Linked DNA regions of Rattus norvegicus: region 1 is linked to region 2. The links are chromatin contacts, called in public Hi-C maps. All regions are on one chromosome and are shown on one strand. Each heading gives the region's core, a stretch centred on a gene start, on an enhancer-like site or on the middle of the called end of the contact. The rest is flanking DNA. Distances are from core to core; before and after follow the strand shown.

Region 1 (6,335 bases), core at 162-2,661, 33 kb after region 2:
CACCGAGAAAGCCTGTCTTGAAAAAAAACCCAAACATAACCTATGCATGTGACTTTCATCAAGACCACCAGGTGTGCACGTGGTGGAGCACATCTGGACAGCACACACCAGGTGCAGTGGTGCACACCTGGACAGCACACACCAGGTGCAGAGGGGCACACCTGAACAGCACACACCAGGTGTAGTGGTGCACACCTGAACAGCACACACCGGGTGTAGAGGGGCACACCTGGACAGCACACACCAGGTGTAGTGGAGCACAGCTGGACAGCACACACCAGGTGTAGAGGGGCACACTTGGACAGCACGTACCAGGTGTAGAGGGGCACACTTGATATCCTAGCACTCATGGAGACTGGAGGTTCAGTTCAAGGTTGAAGGCTGGAGCTGAGAGAAAGCTGTGCTTTCACAGACCCAGCGCCCACTTGGCAAGCCAGGCGACCTGTGCTCCAAAGGGCCATCAACTGGTGCTTGCTGGCTTCCAGTGTATCTGAGGAAATCCACATCTCAGGTTCAGGAAAAAACCCTGGCTCAGGAATAGGTGGAAAGCGGTTGAAGATATCCTAACACCCTTTTTGGGCCCCTGCTTATGCCTGTGTACACAACACCTACACAAAATCTTTTTTAAAGTTGCAAGGTAATGTTCAAGACTTGCTTGAATTGCATGAAACCAGTCTCAAAAAGAGGAAAGAAAAGTTAAAAGTGGGGGAGGATGCTGAGAGACGAGATATAAAAATAACAGCATTTCTGGGGTTCAAGGCCAGCTTCTATAAATTTGAGACTAGCCTGGGCTGCATGAGACTGGGTCTCAAAAAAAAAACCCAACAAAACAAAAACGTTTTGCCAGACTCCGGAGTATAGAACTCCAAAGAGGCAGCAGTGTTGTGAGTTCGAAGTCAGGGTTATCCAGTTAGACCTTGTCTTAAAAAAAAAAAAAAAAAAAAAGGCGAAGGAAGCTACAGCGTTAACTGGCTTGACCCTGAACTATTACCTGATTGCAAAATGGAATGAGGCTGAGTACAAGAATGGGGAATGGGGTTGCTGGGATTCAGGAGTCTTCCTGGCCCAAGTCTGGGATCTATTCCCCATAACCCCCAGGGACTCCAGCACCGACGTCCTCTGCCTCCCCCTGGTGGGCACTGCAGGTTCTGCAGCTGACCCAGTTAGTGCGGGTACCCAGAGCCCAGACCCTGATGGCAGTAGCGACCTCAAGGCCGGCCCATCTGAGATCTCCAATCCCCGGTTTCTGCGTGTTCCCCTCCCCCAAACTCCTGGACTTAAGAAAAAGAATTGTGCTGCCTGTGTGTGCCCACAGGAGAGTCAGGCATCCGAGTGACCACTCCCCTACCCTGGCCATTGCGGACTACCCAGGTACCCGGCTGTGAACTAGGCGGGGCCGCGGCTCAGCCCCGCCTTGCCGGGCAAGAAGATTGCCTTCTACCCGGCGCGTGGCAAGAGCCAATCACAAGCCAGCATCTTGCCTCTGGGCCAATGGCCGGCCTGTTGCTGGGTCTCGCATCCCTGCATTGGAATCCTCCTGCTGAGCTCGCCGCTAATGCGGAGCTTATCCTAGCTTCTGAGCTCTGTTCTCTCCGCTTTGTCTCTGCCTTTGTAGTCCTTACGGAATAATCTGCTTTGGGTTTTTTTGAGGGCGCAATAACCTCCACGGGGATTGTCCTTGGAAGGAGGTGACCTTAGAGGATGGTGCATCAGGCTCCAGGTGGTCCTTGCCGTCAGGGTTGCCATAGAGTCAGTGACCCACTCTCTGTCCTCTTAAGCTTGCTGCAGTTCCTCATGTCCAGATTACCTTCCGGAAACGATCCCAAGATATCTACATTGTTCCTGTGTCCTTAATTGGGAAATCGTGGCTCAGCCTCTTTGAGCTCAAGTCCACATACTCTGGGAGAGCCCAGAGGTGGATTTCTAATGCCAAGTTTCATCCCCTCGCACTCGGGCCCCTTGATAGTGCTCTTTGATAGACATGGGCTACACAGTTGGAATTCTAAGGACTTAGAAGCCAGTCCTTTCTCTCTCTAGCATTCAAGGCCCCCAGCCGACCTGGCCAGCTCTGGCCAGATATTTACAGTTTCAAATGAATGGCGGCCAGTTACGAATCAGCTTGCAACAAGGTCAGAAGGAGAAAACAGTGTCGCCCCTCCCTTGTCATTTTCTAACCTAGAATTAGCGAGACGAGGCTAGGTGTGGGGGTGCACAGCATTTATCCTAGCATTCAAAAGGCAGTGGCAGGCCAATGTCAGTGAGTTCAAGGCCTGACTGGTCTACGTAGCGAATTCCAGGACAGCTACATAGACAGTTACATAGAAGAAGCTGTGTGTTTACACGTGTGTGAGGGAGTTCTCGCCTTCCATCATGTGGGTCTCAGATATCAAACTCAGGTCTCTCCTAAGACTTGGAACGGGTTCCTTTGCTCACGAAGCCACCTCATTGGCTCAAAGATCAGTTTTGTTCTGTCATTCAGCTATGTCCCATCTTCTGTCAGGGAAATAAAATCAGGATTTGAATTCACATTTCACTGTGTCCTAAGTACTCGGGGCATAACATTTAGCCTATCTACTTCATAAAGACAGCAGGGTGTTGGTGGTACAGGCCTTAAATTGCAGCACTCAGGAGAGAGGCAGGCAGATCTCCGAGTTTGAGGCCAGCCTGCTTACAGAATGAATTCCAGGACAGCCAGTGTTACACAGAGAAACCCTGTCTCAAAAAATCAAACAAACAACTAAATACACACACACACACACATACACACACACACACACACACACACACACACACACACACACACACCTAGCAAGCTACACCTCATGGCTCAGGTTTCTAATCCCAAATTTAGGGGTGAGATTGGTATATGGGTTTGCTGAGCCAGGAGGATGGCAAATTTAAGTCGATGAGAGCCTGTCTCAAAATAAATTGGATAGGAAAAGGGATTAGATGACCTCAGTAGTAAGTAGACCTCTTGCCTAGAATCCCCCAGTGAGGAGCAGATTGTGTGACTGGGGTGGTACAGCACTTGTCTAGAGTCCCCCAGAGAGAAGCAGAGGGCGTGGCTCAGTGGTAGAGCCCCTGCCTAGAATCCCCCAGTGAGGGGCTAGGGGCGTGGCTCTGTGGTAGAGCCCCTGTCTAGAATCTCCCAATGAGGGGCTGGGGGCATGGCTCAGTGGTAGAGCCCTGCCTAGAATCCCCCAGTGAGGGGCTGGGTGCATGGCTCAGTGGTGGAGCCCCTGCCTAGAATCCCCCAGTGAGGGGCTGGGGGCGTGGCTCAGTGGTAGAGCCCCTGCCTAGAATCCCCCAGTGAGGGGCTGGGGGCATGGCTCAGTGGTAGAGCACCTGCCTAGAATCCCCTAGTGAGGGGCTGGGGGCGTGGCTCGGTGGTAGAGCCCCTGCCTAGAATCCCCCAATGAGGGGCTGGGGGCGTGGCTCAGTGGTAGAGCCCCTGCCTAGAATCCCCCAGTGAGGGGCTGGGGGCGTGGCTCAGTGGTAGAGCACCTGCCTAGAATCCCCTAGTGAGGGGCTGGGGGCGTGGCTCAGTGGTAGAGCCCCTGCCTAGAATCCCCCAGTGACGGGCTGGGGGCGTGGCTCAGTGGTAGAGCACCTGCCTAGAATCCCCTAGTGAGGGGCTGGGGGCGTGGCTCAGTGGTAGAGCCCCTGCCTGGAATCCCCCAGTGAGGGGCTGGGGGCGTGGCTCAGTGGTAGAGCACCTGCCTAGAATCCCCTAGTGAGGGGCTGGGGGTATGGCTCAGTGGTAGAGCCCCTGCCTAGAATCCTCCAGGGAGGGGCTGGGGGCGTGGCTCAGTGGTAGAGCCCCTGCCTAGAATCCCCCAGGGAGGGACTGGGGGCAGTTTAGTGATTAGCATACGCACCTAGCATGACTAAGTGTTCCATCTCCAATGCTGTAGAACCAAACAAATGCCTGATACTCACTGGCTCCCTGCTGTTGCACAGAGAATTGGCACAGTTGCAGCGCACACACGCTGATGTGCTCAAAGCCCTGGGTTCAATCTCCAGCACCACAAAAATGATACAGGAAGCTGAGTGTGGCAGCATCTGTTCATTTACATTTCTAATCCCAGCATTTGGGAGGCCGAGGCAGGAGGATCAGGAGTTCAAGGCACCTAGTGCTTGCGTAGTAATCAGAAAGCCTTTGGTTCCATCCATATCACCACAGACGTCTACTGTGACACATGTCTGTAATAATGGAGGTAGGAAAATACAAGATCTCAGGTACACTGCTAGCTCAAGACTGTGCTGCAGGAGACCCTGGTTTTAAAGGGGGGGAGGGGCAGCTGGGTGTGGTGATGAACGCCTTTAATCCCAGCACAGGGAAGGCAGAAGAGGTGGATCTCTGAGTTCGAGGCCAGCCTGATTTACAGAGTGAGTTCCAGGACAGTCAGGATTATATTGAGAAACCCTGTCACAAACAAACAAACAAACAAACAAACAAACAAACAAACAAACAAACAGGGAGGGTCTGGTGGAAGCTGAATGATTCAGTAGTTAAAAGCTTGAGTGGCTATAGTAAAGTTTAGTTCCCAGTGCCTACCGTTTGAGCTCATGATTACCTGTAACTCCAGCGCCCCCTTCTGGCCCCTGAAGGCCTCTGCATGCATGTATCTGTACAAACGCACACAGATGCTATTTTAAATGTTTTTTGTTGTTGTTGTTGTTGTTTTTTAAGGGAGCTGGGCAGTGGTGGTGCGTGCCTTTAATTCTAGAATGTGGGAATCAGAGGCTCTACAGAGAAACCCTATCTCGATACCACACCCCCAAAGAACCTGAGCGACAACAAAAAGCAAGGAAAGGGCTCACCCTGGTTACACTTCAGTACTGCTAGTCATCATCGAGGGACGTCAGGGGTCATCACCGAGGGACGTCAGGGCAGGAACCTGGAGGCAGGAGCTGATGTAGAGGCCTTGGAGGGTGCTGCTTACTGGCTTGCTCCTCTTAGCTTTCTCAGCCTGCTTTCTTATAGAACCCAAGAACGCCAGCCCAGGGATGGCGCCACCCACCGTGAGCTGACCTTCCCCCATCAATCACTAATTAAGGAAATGCCTTACAGTCGGATCTTATGGAGGGAGTTGAGGCTAGCCATAAGACTAGCCAGGGTAGAAGGAGAAAAATAACGCCCGAAACTCATCCTCCGACCCCCATACTCACAGCATAAGCATAGCCCCCACCCCACAAAATACATAAGTAAGTAAGGACATTATTTTCTAAAAGGCCCTAAAAAGGGCTGGAGAGACGGCTCAGTGGTTAAGAGCACTGACTGCGGGGTTGGGGATTTAGCTCAGTGGTAGAGCGCTTGCCTAGCAAGAGCAAGGCCCTGGGTTCGGTCCCCAGCTCCGAAAAAAAGAAAAAAGAAAAAAAAGAATACGTACTGCATGGTAGTGTGGCACATGCCTTTAATCCCAGCACCCTGGAGGCAGAGGCAAGGGGAATCTCTGAGTTCGAGGCCAGTCTGGTCTACAGAATGAGTTCCAGGACAGCCAAGAGAAACCCTTTCTAAAAATAAAATTAAGTAAATAAATAAATGAATGAATAAATATTTAAAATTTACACAAAAAATGGCCCAGTCTTGGAGATCTGAGCCCAGATGCTATGAATGGTCCTCTGCTGCCTCTTAGTGGCCCAGGCTTGCTACTGGATGATTGACAGCTAGCGGGTGTGGTCTCTGAAGAGAACTGAACACAGTCACGAACAATTCCTATCTGAAAGGTGCACCGGGAACAAAGGCCTGATCCAGATGTGGCTGCTAGACCTGCGATAGCAGAATGGACTAGCAGTCAAGAGGCCCGAGCATTGGTCAGTTCCACAGTAGGGACATTTCAGTAGCTTGGAGACAGGCTAAGAGCAGAGAAGACGAGCCCAGAGCACCCTCAAAGATCTCTCTCTTTCTCCTTCTCTTCCCTTTCTCCCTCCCTCCCTCTCTTTTTCTCTTCCCTCATCCCCAACCCACTCCTGTTTTGCTCCCACGTGGGTGCAGACCTGTATGTGGAGGCCAGAAGGCAGTGTCAGCATCCAGAAACCGCACAGTCTGCCTATACAACTGGGCCTCTTACCCTATGTCTTTTCTAGTCTGATAGAGCTTAGAAGTTGGTCAGAGAACCCTTGGGTATGGTAGGGTGTCTGGGAGAGTGCCCAGGGGACGTCTCATAGCAGGGTGCTAGGGATATGGGTGAGGTCTCAAAGTTTGGGAAAGGTGGGCTTCCTGCCTGGTTCAGCCCTGAAGCATTCTGAGGATCAAAGACTTGACATCCAGAGCCCACTTGTTTCTCCCCTGATGCCATTGGCCTGGGGCTTCAGGACCCCTGCTGAAAATT
Region 2 (6,156 bases), core at 3,207-5,706:
AGCTACAGATGGCTGTGAGCCACTATGTGGGAGCTACAAATTGAACCCAGGTTCTGTGGAAGTGCAGCCGGTGCTCTTAAACACTGAGCCATCTCTCCAGCCCATCTGTTTCAGATTTTTGAGACAGGCAGTTATTCCATAGCTGAGTCTGCTCTTGAATTTATGGATAATCCTCCTGCCTCAGTCTTCCAAATGCTCGGATAAGAGGGGTTTGCTGCTATGCCTACGTCATTCACTGGTATAAAATGTTCAACTTATTTATCATTTTATGTGTATGAGTGCTTGGTCTGCATGTGTGCAGCACATGTGGACCTGGTGCCTGTGGAGGTCAGAAGAGGATATCAGATTTCCCAGGAACCGGAGTTACAGATGGTTGTAACCTGCCATGTGGGTGCTGGGAATTGAACCTGGGTCCCCTGGAAGAGAAGTAAATGCTTTTAACTTTTGAGGCATCTCCCCAGGCCCTTCATTCATTGTTACCTGTTCTGTGTGTTTCCGGTCTACCAGATCCTGTGATGATTTCTGATCCTTCAATAATGATGAAGACAATATGCAGATCTGACTATTTTCTTCCATTGTTAAAATCTCTCGTGAAGGGTGTGGTGGCTCACACCTGCCACCCCTGTGTTCTGAGACCTAAGGCACACAGATGGCTACGAGTCATCCTAGTTTATAGGAGATAGCCAAGGTTATCCTTGGCTACACAGGGCGAGGTTCCCCTGAACTATATGAGGCCAGATCTCAGAATAGAAAAACCATCAGCATTTTATAAAATAAAAGGGAAAATTGGAAAAACAAACCACGACCATCTAATCAACCCACCAACTAGACAAAGTCATGATGATGATGATGATGATGATGATGATGATGGTGGTGATGGTGATACGGAGGCTTTGTTTATTATTTAAAAATGACTTGGTTCCTAGGCAGGGGAGGGGCTATGTGAATAAGAAAAAAAATATTTTGGGGAAGTGGAGATATGATTCAGTTGGGGAGCATCCATGTGAGAGCCTGGGTGGCAGGCTCCACAAAGTAAAACTACCAATGAAAGCATCAAACTTCAACCCTGCCTCCCAACTCCTGAATTACTTAGCCTGTCAGTGTCCCTTATATCCTGAGTCCTGACCCCACTAGAACATGAAAGACCAGACGGCCAAACAATCTATCAATACATCTGTCCCAATGTCCCAGGTAGGTGACTTTGATTCCAGTACTAGGGAGGCTGAGGCAGGATGATCTATGTGAGTTTGAGGCCAGCCTGGTCTACAGGTGTCCATAGGCTCTCTCACTTGGCCTGGTTTGCTGGCCAGGGAGCCCCAGTGAGTCTGCCTTTCTCTACTGGACTGGGATTACGCATCTGGCATCTGTGTTACCACACCCAGGTTTTTTGTTTGTTTTTTAAATGTAGGTGCTGGGCTCAAGCTGAAGCCTTGTTTGCAAGGCAAGCACTCTCACCGTCTGTCTCCTCAGTTTCCTTCAGTCTATGAGGGCTCAGTTGGAAATGTTACTGACCTCCTTGTAGACTCTTTCTTAAAACCTCTCTCCAGTTGTAAGTTGTTTTGTTTTTATTGTTTGTTTTTGCTTTTTTCCAAGACAGGGTTTCTCTGTGTACTCCCGACTGTCCTGGTACTCACCTACAGAACAATCTGGTCTCAAACTCACAGAGATCCACCTGCCTCCGCCTCCCAAGTGCCTTGATCAAAGGTGTGCACCACCACTCAGCTGAAAATACTTTTTTGTGTGGTGTTGGAAGTTGAAATTTTAAAACCTTTTGTTTGTTTTGTTTTGTCTTCTCAAGACAGGGTTTCTCTGTGTATCCCTGATCTTCCTAGAATTTGCTCTATAGACCAGGCTGGCTTTGAACTCATAGATCTGCCTGCCTGTGTCTTCTGAGTGCTGGGATCACTCTACCCAGCTTTTTCTCTTTTCAAGATTTTTTTTTTTTTTGAGACAGGGTTTTTTTTTTTTTGTGTAGCCCTGGCTGTCCTGGAATTTGCTTTGTAGACCAGGCTGGCCTTAAACTCACAGAGATCTGCCTGCTTCTGCCTTCTGAGTGCTGGGATAAAAGGCTTGCTTCACATACCTGGCTTCAAGATTCATTTGTTTATTAAAAAAAAATACCTGGCTTCAAGATTCATTTATTTAAAAGATTTTAATTTATTTTATGTGTGTGAGGTCACTGTGGCTGTCTTCAGACACAGCAGAAGAGGGCAGAACTCAGGACCTCTGGAAGAGCAGCCAGTGCTCTTAACCACTGAGCCATCTCTCCAGCCTCAACATTTATTTTTATTTATGTATTTGTTACATTTGTGTGTCCAAGGAGGCCAGAAAAGGATATTGGATTCCCTGGAGCTAGAATTCCAGGCATGTATTATACAGGCATGTATAAGCAAATACTGGGTGCTGGGAACAGAACTTGGGGCTCTCTGGAAGATCAGCAAGCAAGATTAACTGCCAAGCCAGCTCTGCAGCCCCTCGTCTCCTTTTTTTTTTTTTTTTCTTTTCCTGTGTCTTACGAATACCATAATGACTTTGAATTTGCTACGTAATCAAGGACAACATGACATTCTGATTTTCTGTCCATTTCCAGAGTACTAGAATTATATGTGTGTACCACCCCATTTGGTTTATATGGTAGAGGGATCGTCTATTCTTCCTTTTCTTTCTCATTCTCGTTCATTCATTCATCTTTGAGATGCCCTGTCTGGGCTGGAATTCACAGCAATCTGCCTGCTTCTGCCTTCCTGATGCTGGGATTAAAACCAATCCTGGCTGTTATGTGTAAAACAAATAAATAAAAAAGAAAGGAGAGGATAGGAGTGCTCCTAGGCATGGTCAAGGAGAAAGTTTATAAGGGAAATATAAGGGAGACATGGCTAGAGGCAGACATCTGGAAGAGTCCAGAGTGGGTATGACCCTGAACCATGTGCAGAGTGAAAGAGGGGAAGGAAGAGAGGGGAACCAGCCAGGAAGCCAAAGGTACAAAAGGAACTAAACAAGAGGTGTGTAAACAAAATGTCTGGATTATATAGGGAAGAGCCCTTGGGGGCAAGGGCAGTCCAGCTCCCTCCCCAACCCCCAGCTGTATAGATCAGTGTAGAGGGCAAGGGGTGTGGGTTGGGACTGAGGGAGACCTGAAGAACCTGGAAGCCAGGTTCACTTTGATATGTTAAATAGTTACCTCAGCTGTTTGCCCTGGGTTTCAAACAGTAGTCTTCTATTTTCTTGAGCCGAGTGCTTTGTCTGCCTTGTGTATTGTTGTGCTCTAAGGTACAAAGTCATTGGAACAGGGTTGGTGCTCAACGCGTAGAATAGATGAAACAAATAAAATATGCAGTCAAGGCCATTGTGTTGTACGTGCGTATAATTCAAGAACTTCGTCTGGAGCCACCTTGAGAGCTGTAAGACCCCCGCTTCAAACCAAACAACCCATAAAAACATAACGAAAATAAATTAAGCAGTCAAAACTATAGGGTGTGTGTGTTTAGGCAAGCGTTGGTCCAGTTCACTGGAGAGGAAGAAGGGAGTCCCCAGGGTCAGTCTGCAGACAGCTACACCATTTAGGGAAAATAAGCAATATATCGGGCGGATATGTGTCATTCCATGATTTAATCCACTTAAGTCCGATGTCAAAGTGCATCATTGGAGACTGCAACTTTGGTGTGTGTTAGTTGTTCAAGGGTTGCATCATTCACGCAGCCATCCCTAGGGCAGGCTCACCCTTTTAGATGGTGGTGGTTGGGCAGTTTGGATTTACAGGGTTTGTACTTCGTTTGCCTACTTTACACTCCTGTTCTTCCCCGACCCCTCACCCCCGACCATGACCAGTTACTTCAGTTTCAGAGAGTCCAGATCTGAGGCCCTGGCCTTTCCTCTTCTCCCAACTGCCCAGAGGCCACGGGGCGAGGCCGTGAATCAGCACTGCGACTAGTGCAGGCTGCATCCCCGCCAGGGGTCCCCAGCGGCTGCGGATTTAGACCCTTCCCCCCACCCGGTCAGCCTCTGCGCGCTATGCCCGCAGGGAGATGTAGTCTCCACCGCCCCTTTGTCCTTGGTCTGCTCTGCAATTCAGTTTGCTGCGGGTCAAACTACAATTCCCAGGAGTCCACGCGCCAGAGGCTATGCAAAAAAAAGGGAGGGTTTAGGGGGCAAGGTGAGATGAGTTTGACGAAGCTGAGGATTTACGGTGAAGCGAAGAAAGGTGCACATTAGGGAGCAGTGGAGAACTGGGCATACGCTGAGAAAACCGCGAGGAGCAACCGCGAATGTTCCAATAGGGGAAAAGCCCAGTAAATGCAGGGTCGGGCGGGACCGGGCGGGGCGCGCGCATGCGCGAATGGGAGGTGACTTTTACGTCACTCGTGTGGGCGGGACCGCAGGGGGTTGTCCGCCCGCGGCACGCATTGGAGCCGCAGCCTCCTTGCGCCGGGTCCCGCGGTCGCAGCTCGTGCCGCCTCCTTCTCGTCCTCGCCTTAGCAGCTTGCTTCGTGGGTCGGTCCTTCCGACACACGAGCTCCAAGCCGCTCCTCTCTTTTCCTAAAGCCCTTCAAGGCAGTCTTCGGTTTCCTTCTTTCCAGCCGACCCTCTTCAGCCCCGCGAAGATGGTGGACCGCGAGCAACTAGTGCAGAAAGCCCGGCTGGCCGAGCAGGCGGAGCGCTACGACGATATGGCCGCGGCCATGAAGAACGTGAGTGTCTCCTCCCCTCCCCCCTGCCTCGCCCCAGTCGCTCCAGACACCGCGTTCCACCGCGTGGAAGGCATGCTCAGGGGCATGTCTTGTCACGACTGTAGGGTCACCTCCATCTCACTCCTTGGAGGGATTGGGGACGGGTCCTAGTAAGTGGCTCCTGTACCCGAGTGGTGACGCGGCCTCTTTCCCAGCCTCTCCGAGTTCGGGGCTGGGGCGGGGTCTTGCGCGGCTGGTCTCTGCTGTGGGGTGGGGGTCTCTCTGTGACCCTGAATGTCCAGAGACTTGAGTCGGGAGCCCTGCGCATCCTTTGTGCCCCACTTCCCCTCCTCCCAGCTTAGGCGTGGGGGCGGGGGGACCGCATGGATGCGGTTCCTCTTTCTCTCCCTGGTGTCTGGGCGGCGCCTTTCCCATTCACTCAGCAGGTCTCCCTGTTTGCCGCCTCCCCACTCCATCAGCCCCCCCACACCATCTTCCCCACTGACACATCCTTTAAAGACATTTCGGGAAGAAAAAAAATGAGACCCCCTCCTCCAGAAAAAAAAAAGGAAGAACCAAACCCGGGGTTAGTGATGTAAAATCGAAACCACCCTGCTCACGTTTTTCTTAACAAAAGGCTTCCTTTTTACCCATTACCCAAAGCAAGTCTGTTAGGAAGGGAGGGATACGTGTGTCGCTGGCATTCCCATTCATGGCCCTCTGTATGGCCTCTTCATTTTTCATTTTAATTTTCCTTTTCGAAGGGTTAAATAAAATGCCTTTGAATGTTAACTGACTGAGACATGCAGTTTCTCTTTTAATTGCAGGCACGAGTCTGTAGAAATTCGTATAAGTGTAAAAAAATAATTCTGTCTGATCTGATACTGCAAACAAAGCGGTGGTGGGAGGCAGTATCAAGTCATTCCAGAAGATTCTGCATTTGTCATATTGCAGAGAGCCTAGACTGGGTGGAGGCTGGGAGGAGTTATTTTAAAGGGGAAAAAGTCTTTTAAAAAAAATTTTTTTTTTTTTTTGTTAAATGTATAGGAGGCTTTTTTTCCCCTGACCTAAGGCATCCTCATTCTGATGAGAAGAGAATACTGTCGCATTTTTGCCTGAGATGCAAAATCCTAACTAATTTGCACCATTTTGTCAGTGACACTCAATTATTAGTGAATTGGGAACCAGTTTGCCAGCAGAGAGGGGGTGAGTCCTGAATATTGCAAAATGCACTAGAAAAATTAATATTCGGGTTTCCAGAAATTAGTAAATTGGGTTTTCCACTCCCTTAATATCTAACTTTCTACCTTATGTAACAAAGGTTGTTAAATGCATCTCTGGTGTAAAGTGGGTGCTGGCTTCCTCCTTCCATGTTAAACCTTACAAATGAGACAGGAGAGAGAGAGAGAGAGAGAGAGAGAGAGAGAGAGAGAGAGAGAGACACTATTTAATTTTAAATGATTTTTTTTCCTGGTTTTCCAAAAGGCCA

What was found. A called contact is a pair of places that touch in the nucleus more often than the background predicts.
Region 1: a contact with region 2 is called in a Hi-C map of liver, with 7 times the contacts expected there. The contact joins the enhancer-like site here to the promoter of Ywhag in region 2. A contact is called at or near these places in 6 of 12 Hi-C or Micro-C datasets (frontal cortex, hepatocytes, kidney and 2 more).

Annotation. Positions count from the first base shown.
Region 1 is chr12:26,412,665-26,418,999 of GRCr8, forward strand. No RefSeq gene overlaps it. Among named protein-coding and RNA genes, the nearest start is that of Hspb1, 16 kb to the right of the region's middle. Within about 2 kb of position 1,412, at least 89 of the 93 cell types and tissues checked have an H3K27ac peak or open chromatin away from gene starts, as enhancers often do. A contact at or near this core is called in hepatocytes, kidney and liver, where this site is marked.
Region 2 is chr12:26,376,763-26,382,918 of GRCr8, forward strand. It overlaps Ywhag (tyrosine 3-monooxygenase/tryptophan 5-monooxygenase activation protein, gamma), which reads left to right and starts at 4,457. Exons shown (of 3, transcript NM_019376.2): 1 at 4,457-4,688. The coding sequence starts at 4,602.